Linked DNA regions of Sus scrofa: region 1 is linked to region 2. A link is a contact called in public HiChIP or PLAC-seq data. All regions are on one chromosome and are shown on one strand. Each heading gives the region's core, a stretch centred on a gene start, on an enhancer-like site or on the middle of the called end of the contact. The rest is flanking DNA. Distances are from core to core; before and after follow the strand shown.

The links. HiChIP or PLAC-seq counts read pairs in DNA pulled down with a chosen protein or histone mark.
Region 1: a contact with region 2 is called in an H3K27ac HiChIP or PLAC-seq map of alveolar macrophages. The contact joins the promoter of SMARCA2 here to the promoter of RFX3 in region 2.

What each region holds. Positions count from the first base shown.
Region 1 is chr1:219,813,368-219,817,973 of Sscrofa11.1, forward strand. SMARCA2 (probable global transcription activator SNF2L2) reads right to left here and starts at 2,071. Exons shown (of 33, transcript XM_021064340.1): 1 at 1,917-2,071.
Region 2 is chr1:218,338,333-218,343,501 of Sscrofa11.1, forward strand. It overlaps RFX3 (transcription factor RFX3), which reads left to right and starts at 2,096. Exons shown (of 19, transcript XM_021064186.1): 1 at 2,096-2,357.

The DNA.
Region 1 (4,606 bases), core at 821-3,320, 1.5 Mb after region 2:
TGTGGGAGCTCGCTGCTCCCTCCCACCCTCCCTCCCTACTTAGCCTCCCTGCCAAACTTTTTTTTCCAGCTTGATCCACGTCCAACTTCCCTCCACCCCGCCACCCCCACCCCCCTAGCAGTCCGGCCAGCCCCGCGCTCACCAGGATCCGCTGCAAACTGCAACCCGGATAAAAATAATAATGCAATCCAGGCGGCAGGGGCGGGGGCGAGCGCGCAGACATAGGCAGGAGGCTATTTCCCCGCGTGTACCGGAAACCGACCCGAGTGCCGGGAGTCAGACGCTGGTGTCCCTCTTAAGCCCGCACTGTTGCACCCCGCCCCGCGCGGTGCAACTGCGCCAGGCTGCAAGGCCTGCTGCGGGGCACCCGGGGCGCCCTGCTTGGTGTGCGCCCGCAGACGGAGGGCGAGTAGGGGCTGGCGCGCAGGACTGGTTATTTGGGGAAGTGCATCGCGACACCTTTGCAGATGGCATGGCCGTGTTTTGCAACGCAAACAGAAGGAGGGAAGACGGCCAGATGGAGGGGGAGAGCGGAGGAAGGGGTAAACCAGGTTGGGATGGGAATAAATCAAACTCGAAAGCAAGGAAGGAGAAGGAAGGGGAGCGTGTCATCATTGGGAGGAGGCTCCCACCCGGTCTCCCCGCCTCCCGCCCTCGCCAGCCACCCTATCCACCCCCCACCCCTCAGCCCTTCCCCTTCTCAGGCGAATGCCACCGCCGCTGCCGGGTGCGCGCGGGTCCTGTTTGTGACAGTCAGGCAGAGAGGATTATCCGGATCATGGCCTCCCCGGCCCGCAGTCACCGTGGCTCTCCCCGGCCCCAGCGCGCCCCTAGCACCCGGATGATCACCCGCGACCCACGCCCTCGGTTCCCGCGGCTCAAGCTAGGGGAAGGCGCAAAGCAAAAGAAAACAAACCCGGGAAGGGAGAGGGCGGATAACTGAGCCCGGCGGGCACCTCCGACCTCCTTCTATCCGGCCTCTTCCCTCCCAGCAGTGCGGCCCCGGCCGGACACCCGAACTTCAACACCCGAGCCCGCGCGGCCGCCAGGTACCAGGACGTCCGTAGTGCCCCAGACACAGCCCCCCAGCAGCCCTTTTGCCTAAAGGCCTGCCTACCGGTCAGCGTCCCCATCCCCGCCCGAGGGAACGCGCAAAGTGGAGGTGACACCTCAGATCCCGCACGCACCGGCCCCGCGGCGTTGACTGCCGCCGCTTTGGCGCGCCAGCTCCGGCTTCTCCCGCCGCGATCCTCTCGCGTCTCCGCAGCCGGAGCCCTTTAAACAAGTCCCCAGGAAGCGGGTGTCAGCCGCGTTCGTTGGATCCCCGCCGGCAGCCCGGGCTTCTCGCCCTCCTCTCCTGCTCTCCTTCCAACTCTTCCGGGGAGGACTGCTCTGGAAGAACTGTCGCGTTTCCATCCTATTCCCCCGATCCTCCTGCCTCCTCCCTCACCACCCCAGCTTTTAAGGGAATGGAGGGATTGCAACCTTGCCGAGTGTATGTGTGTGCTACAACCTTGAGTTGGCAGTGCATCGCTGACTGCCTACCTAGGGTCAAGGCTGTGTTTTGGTGGGATTTTCCTCCCCTTGCCTCCTTTAAGTAATAATTATTACTGTTATTATCAGAACAGTAAGGTTCGGTTGAAACTTTCCCGTTCCTTCCACCGCTGCCCGGGAGCTGTTGTTAGAGCATTCCACCTGAGGCCCGCGGGGAGGAGGCGGGCTTTTTTTGTTGTTGTTGTGGCGGTTGGCCCGCCTGTTTGTTTTGGTCTCCGTGCATGCACAATAAATAATAATTAGGATAATAATGAACGATCCCCGGCGAAGGCGGCGCGGTGCCTGAGGGGTTTATGCGGCGTCTGCAGCCGGGAGGCCAGAGGGAGGGGAAAGAGGAGAAAGGAGTTGTAAGTTATATTTACCTTGCTCGCGAGGAGTGTGCTGGCTGAATCTCTTTCCTCTCTGAGTCACCCAGAGTACAGAAACCGAGGGAGAGAGGACTAGATTATGAATATGACTTCATTGATGACAGCCATCCCCTCCTCTTCCTAAACTCCGGCTCCGCCCCGTGTCCCACCCTCGCCGCCTCCTTGGGCGCCGGAAGACGCGCCGCTGTTGGCCCCTCGCGCCGCTCCTCCCTGCCCGCCCGGACGCGGGTTGGCGGGACGCGTCTGTCACTCGCCCCGCTCAGCGACTCCCTGAGCTCGGGGGGTGGGGGGGGAGCGGAGGGGGCGGTGTGCAAGAATGTGGATCGAGACAGCTCTACTGTATGCGTGGATCCGTGTGGGTTTGCAAGGCGCCGGCTCTGAGCTGTGTTTGCGCCTGAGCAGAGAAACTGCGCAGGATGCGGAAAGCCCAGAGCCTTGACGGAGTTGGGCGCCCGTTATCCCATGCTGACAGTCTTCTCCCAGGGCCGCTGCGAGGCTCCTCCCGGGACGCTGGGAAGGGGAGGAGGCAGCGAAAGGGAGGGCAGCCGTAGTAATAGCTCGTAGTAGTTTGGGGGTATGTAAAGAAGGTGCTGGAATTTAACTGCGCCTCCGCCTGCCTGAGCGAGCCTGCAGAGGGAAGGGGAGGGGGCGACAGGGTGGGGTGGGCGGGCGGTTCCGAGTGGCACCAAAGCTGCTTGTGGCAAGGTATTGGCCATTTAAAAAAAAAAAAAAAAGAGGCATCGATGTCCCGCACGAAACTTTTTCTCTTGCCCCCCCGCCACAAGGCTGTAATTATAAATCTGTTCCCTTTCTCTCCCGTAAAAAGGAAGGCGGGCACAAAGAACATTCCTGCCAAAACTGTCTTTTTTTTCTAAAGGACTGCTAGCTTCCAAACGCCAAAAAGGGAAAAACAGCTGAGAGGCTGAATGCCTTGTAAATAAATAACACCGCCCTAACCCCTCTGTTTACTTTGTGGACCAGACACAGCACTTTAACCTTTCCTCACCTGTCATCTTCGCGTAAAATATATACAAAAATAGGTGAAAACAACCTCGTGGGGGCAGGGCGGGCGAGTTAGGGGGCAGTTGAAGCATGGAATCTGCTTTTGATTTAAGAAGGGGAATAAATCTCTTTTTCTCTCCAGTCCATAGTCTCTTGGCCTCCAGGCCACGTTTAAGACCAGTTAAGCCTACAAACAGTAAACTGCTGGCACTTAGTAGTTTTGAGACCTCTTGCTCCAGTTTTCCTTGAAATACAGTACTTTGGCTGGACTAACAGGTCAGTGTTTGCTGAGACGATTTTATTTTTAGTTTTATGAAGTGTGAAAGAATGTTAGGAGATTTTAAATCAAGGACCTATTATTTTAGACTCAGATTAATGTAGGCGCTTGACTCTTAAATTAAAACTGTTCCTATATGGTAGTGTTATGATTTATCCCTTATTTTGTAATGTAATGGCTTAAATTAGTCATTCAAAGTACACTGTGACTATCTGGTTGAGAGTTTTCCCCCCAGAGTAAAATCCTGTTTTAAGACCATTTTAGTGTTGCAAAATTGACTATTTGAGCTATGGGTCTGAAATACAGTTCTAGGATGCTTAAAACTATGTACTGGCTAAGTTGAGGACAAGAAGCTGTGGATAGAACACCAGCTGCAATGTGCTACGTGTGGTCATTAAATGTCAAGAATTGTTTCTGTTGCTGGTCCATTGCTGTAGAAGGAGTCTGCAAGGGCACCATTTTCAAGTGGCAAGGAGTGTCAAGGATCATGAACCCTGTAGTCTTCTAAGGCTTTGCTACTTGCTTGTTAACTTGAGCTTCATAATTTTCTGTCTCTCCCAAAGTGAACCTCAGGACAACAAAAGATAACCCATCTAAGAGAAATAGAATATAGTATTCCCTGAAGAATCTATTGTAAGAACTTGTTTTTCTGCCTGAGGATATGCCAGTATAACTCTTAACCAGGCAAGACATCTTAAACAAAATTTGCAATGTAGTAAAACTACAACAGCCAACTGCTAATAAATTGCAACTAATAATATAGCCAGATAACCCAATCATCTATAAAATGGTTTTAACCTAATGGTGACAGAGCTTAATACATTAGGTAATATAAGCTTTTCATTTGGGCAGGATGGAAGGGGGTGTGGCTTATCTGTTTCCCTGGCAAGCCAGCCTCACATGCCAATTTTTCAGAAATTGATGACTTCATCTTTATTTCCTTGTGAATAAGTGCCCTTTATCCCATTAAGAATCCACCTTCACCTGCCATGCCAAATTTCAAAATGAGAACAATCATCTGAGCAAGAGACTGGCCATTTCTTTTGGCATTTTGTCAGAAGGAAAGTAAAGAAGAAAACGCTCCCTTTGTTACATGTGTACATTCTTCAGTTCATATAAAATTTTGATGCAGTACTTGGAGGGATTGGTATCTATGCATTATCTGCACAAATATGGGAATAGAAAAATAAAATCTATCACTGGAAGAAGACATTAAATATAGATATTGCATCTCCCTTTCCCTTCATGTTGGTCTAAGGAAGCACCACCATCTCCCTTCAGGTCTTTCCTCCAAGGAATCTTGTTGTTTGTAGCTTGCACTGAAGCAAGTAGGAATTCTATAAGATAAGGCTTATGCTCAGGAGAAATGGAAAGGCAGTGCCATTCACTCAATATGAAGAGAAGA
Region 2 (5,169 bases), core at 846-3,345:
ACAGCTGACAGTGAGGGAAGGGATAGGCAAACTATAACAGACAATAGAACTAAAAAAGCACAGCTATTCAGAGCTGTGTAGTGTGAGCAACCGCCCCGCACACCATTACAGGAATAGAGGACTTGATCTGTAAATGTAATGAAATGAATATTCATAATGACTACCAGTTTTCATACAGCTGGAATGCATACTTTATTTCCCATGTGTATATTGAAAGTATTATTCTAAATATGAAGAATTTAACTGCTGTTGGTCACATTGTCATCGCCCTCAGACTAAATTGGTGGGTCTTGAAACCTTTCTGTTTTAGAACTATGTTCAGCACTGGTCACTATTACCTTGTAATACATTGTTAAAAGAACCTCTGTAACTCACTGAGATTACCAAAGACAACATTACTTTCTTAAATGGTTTAAATAGCTAATTCCTAAAATACTCTTAACGAATACTCTACGGCACAGAGCTGTAAAATAAAACCACTGACTTTCAAGAGTCTGTGCCTATTTTCTCAAAAACGAGACTATGCACCTAATAGTGGTGTTGTGAGGATTAAATGAGATAATGCACGTCAAACACTAAACACAATGTCTGGGGCAGCCTTAGACCTCTGTAATGGTGGTTATTATTATTTAGCATTGTGAATTTCTGTGGCCCCAAACCGTTATCTTGCAAGTGCAGAGAGTAAGCCTCAAGAGGACTTTCTAATGCCCTGCTTCTCATGTTATTGTCTTGGATAAGTAGCTTAGCTGCAAGTGTTGGAGGTTTGTGGTATTGGCAGGGCCTGGGGGCATGTTCCTGCAAGACTTGCACCTGCAGAGAATTGGACGAGGATGTCTGAACCTTGGCAACGGAGGCTATCGACACCAACCGGGGTTCGAGAGGGCTACTTGTGTGCTAACAACATCCATTACCCACGGAAGCCACTGGGCTAGTTCAATACACCCTGAAGCAACAAGACCTTCAGATACAGCATATTGTTAAGGTATCCCGGGATCTGGACCAGGGAAGTAACAGGACACGGGGTTGTGCTCAAATCCTGGTTTGGTCAACTTTAAACAAGAACACTTGCTTCACACTTGAAAGGTGAAGATAACGGGAATATAGGAACCAACTGGATGCTACACAGAGCAGGTGTTAAGTTACCCCACCTCCTAGCGCCTTTCCCAAGGTGGGGGGGGGGCGCCATGCGATTTCGTGTTCCCCGACAGGGCGATTTCTTCATCCTGAGTAGAGCTTACTCCCCACTACGTAGGTGGGGAATCGGGACCTTGCCTCCGCGCTCCGGAGGTAAGGCCCACGAGCTTGGACCTTCTCCGTGCGCGCTGGACCCGGGGAAGCCGGCCCGCTCCCACACGCGCCCGGCGCTCCTTTGCTCTAAGATGGCGGCGGAGGCAGCTCGCTCACGCCGCCCGCGCTCCTCCGAGTCGTGGCCTCAGGAGACTGGAGCGGGGTGGGACGCTGAGAGCAGGAGAGCGAAGGCGGCGCGGGCCCTCCAATACAGCGCGGGCCCGCCGCCCCTGAAGCACCAGGAATGCTAGAAGCCAGCAGATGGCTGCGACCGGGAACACCGCTGGCGCCTCAGAAACGAGGAAAAAAAAAAAAAAAGAAAATGAAAAAAAAAAGAAAAGAAAAAAAGGGGGGGAAAGAGCGGCGGCACATCCGGGACCCCTCCGCCCGCCCCGCCCCGGAAGTGACGTTTATCTCGGGCGGGCCCACTCTTCAAAGTGGATTTTTTTTTTTCTCGTTGTAGCGTGTTGTCCCGTAAGTTGTCTGGAATAGCCATCAACACCCCCTCTCCTGGGTTAGCCGTTACTCTCTCTCAGCTGGGAGGCTTGGCACAAAGCTGGATGCTGAGACTGGCAGCTCTCGTTCGGAAGAAAGTATCTCTCGCACCACACCCCTAAATTCCCTCTCCAGCCTTTCCGGGGAGCATAGTAGTGTTGCTTCAAAGGGACTCCTGGGTGACTTGAATCCCTCTCCAACCTAGCGCATCTCTTCAGAGTCCTTCCTCCGTCGCGCCCCTACAACCCGGGTTTGGAGGTTGTCAGTCACGGTGCTGGGCCCGCCCCTTCCGGCGGCTAGCCGGCCCGCCTCCTCCTCTCTTCCCTCCCCCACCCCTCCCTGTGCGAGTGTCTCCCTCTCCCTCTCGCTCCCTCTCTCTCTCTCCCTCTCTCTCTTTTGTGAGTTATAGCAACCGTTGCCTTGTGAATCAAGCGCCATAGTCACCGTAGTCCTGGCGACTGTTACCCATCAACAACAACTACTCCTCTCCTCCTCCTCCTCCTCTTCCTCCTCCTCCTCCCCACCACCACCATCTCCATCACCCACCAACAACACCACAATAATCCACAGCCAAGGTGAATATTCTTCGGTCTCTACATGTGTGTGGGAGCGTGTGGATGCGTGTGAACCTGTGTGTCCGTGCGTGTGTGTGTCCGTGTGTGCGAGCTGAGTGTGGCTGTGCGGGGGTCTCACTCCTGACACCGGGGCTGCAGCTGCGGGGCCGCTGCTGAGGGGCTCAGTCCCCTGGGCTTGTTTACAATGGACCGTGCGCGCGGCTGGGTCGGGGGTGTGGGCGCCGCGCTGCCTGCCCGCCGGCCCCGGCCCTCCGCGGCAGCGCTTCAGGGATGGAGCGGGAGCTCGGGGGGCTGCGAGCCGAGCGGGAGAGGGAGCCACAGTTTTGCGCTGCGGACCGTGTAGCTCTCCCCTAGGTCCGGGTCTGAGGAGGAGGGTCAGGTGAAGAGATAAGGATTTTTTTCTTTCTTTCTTTCTTTAATTTTCTTTTTTTTCGAAGCTGCGTGGTTCCTGCTTCTTTCAAAAGCGAAATAGACAAGAGTGTGCAGGGGGGTACCCAAGAGGTGGTGTTTTGCTGTTGTTGTTGTTCACTTGTGGGGCCTTGTTATGGGTTTTGTTATTTTTATCCTCGTACAACGGTGAACTTTTCCCACCGCCTATTCCCTTCATTTTTGCCCCTCTTTGCCTTGTGCTAGATGGGCTGCTCGTTTACCATCATCAGCTGCATGTTTTTTTTCTTTTCTTTTCTTTTAAAACTGTGTTTTCTTTGTGCTGCAAAACAGTCTTAATATCCATTCTGCACTCTTCCCTCCCCTTCTTTCTTCTCCCCCCACACCCCTTGCACACATACTGAAACCTGGGGCCTCTTTGCTGGGCTCTTTGCTGCACTGGGAAAGAGATCTTTTTTTAAAAAAGTCTCTCTTCTCTCCCTCTCTCTCTTCTCTCTCTCTCTCCCTCTCGTGTGTGTGTGTGTGATTTAAACCGGATGCAGGGCATCTGTGATAACTTGGGTTAGTAGTTATTGACAGTGCTTTATCCTTCATGTGGAGGTGGGAGGGGTACTGGTGAGGTTCCATTTCACTTTGATGAGCCTCCTTCCCCAACAGTGGAGTGTTAACAATTTTCATTATGGTTATGGGACTTTGTGTGTGACCATCAGGGAGAGGACATAAGGAAGCATTGTGAGAACTCAGTTTACACTGTTATTTGTGACAGTTACGGTACTTTAAAGAGTTTTTCCTTTTTCTTTTTTTTTTTCTTCATCTCTGTTCGTTTTCCTTTGAGAGTTGAAATTGAAGTCAAGTTGTTCATAAAGAATGTATGAAGCTTCCCAACTTGAAACGTGTGTATATTTCACTTTCTTTGTGGTTGTTAAGATCTAGGCATGTGTGTACTTAACATAGTCTTTTTTTTGGACAGTGACTTAAACCTGCTGAAAAGAGAGAACTTTTTCCTTTTTAGGTCTTTCCTTCAAAATTGTTTTTTTTTTTTTTTTTTTCCTGTGGATTTGAATACTTGTCAGTCCTCAAGTAGTAGGGTCTTGGTTAGAGGTAACCTAGTTTTATGGATCCTGTAAATTTGTTCATTTTTCAGCCTAATGTTTAATTATCAGTAAAGAGTTTTGATAATAAATGTGTGCTAAAACAAATATAATGTACTATTTGTTCATGTTGAAGTTTGCAATTTGGAATTTTTAAATACTTATTTAGATAGTCTTCTTTCTAACAGCGAACACATATTGATTGACCTGACAGAGCAGCCTGTGAATAATGTGACAGTATTAATTATTCTTGAGATGGTAGTACTATTAAGTCTAATATTTTGTAAAATAAGAGTTGAGGTTTTAAAAAAAAACTTTTACTCTTAAAAATTCATTTCCTTTTGATTGTTCTTTTAAATGAGAATGATATTTCCTTCTGAAAGAAGTCTTTCTCTGAGCACTCCAGTTCCTTTATATTTATTTCCCCTTCCCCAACCTGGGTTCCATGCACATCTCTAATACTAACCTGTATTTTTTTTTTCTGTTCAGATGAGTGTCAAATGCCTGAACACTTTTGGATGGTGAAGTTCCTGGGTCCTATAAACTCTCTGAAGTTAATAGGAGTTTGCTGTCTTGAGACAGTCTCAGACCTTATGCCATTTGCATAATACAATTTTAGTATAGTAGGTTATAATGCTATAATTTTATGGTTTAATATTTTTTATTTGAAATGTCCAAGAACTTTTTTGAGACATTTCACTGATTATGACTATCTCAGGTTTCCTATAATTTAGATTTTCATTACCTGGCCATTTTAGAGCCAGACTTAAATTCTATTACTATCCATTTTTAAAAGCACATATTTGATATAAACGTTGCTGTTAAAGATGCTTTAGATTCAAGTGTATTAACATTATTCATACAGTCTAAGTAAGTAATTACTGGAAATACTAACAAAATATTAATTTAAAAAATTAACATAAGGGTAAATACTTAGTAGCACCAAGTTTATTTTTTCTGTGATTTTTTTTCCTAGAAGGGACTATATTATGTATTGGTATTTCCTTGTGCTTGTTTCTAAAAGACTAATATAAATCTGTGGAAAGTGGCCAAGCTTTACAATGACAACTATTAAGTAGGAGTCGCTTGTAATTTGTTTTGAATAGTTGAATATCTGTGATTCATTGTATGTTTTAATGCCTATCTCAATCTCTTTAGTTTTTGTGCCTATGAATTGCATTAAATGGATAGGCATAGTTGTGTAGTACATTTACATGTATAGGAATAAACTAAAATGCATTCCTAAAATGCATCATTCCACAATGTTTTTATTACATGGCAATGTTTATGCCTAATTTTAAAAATAATATATTATTCCTCTAGTATTCAAATAG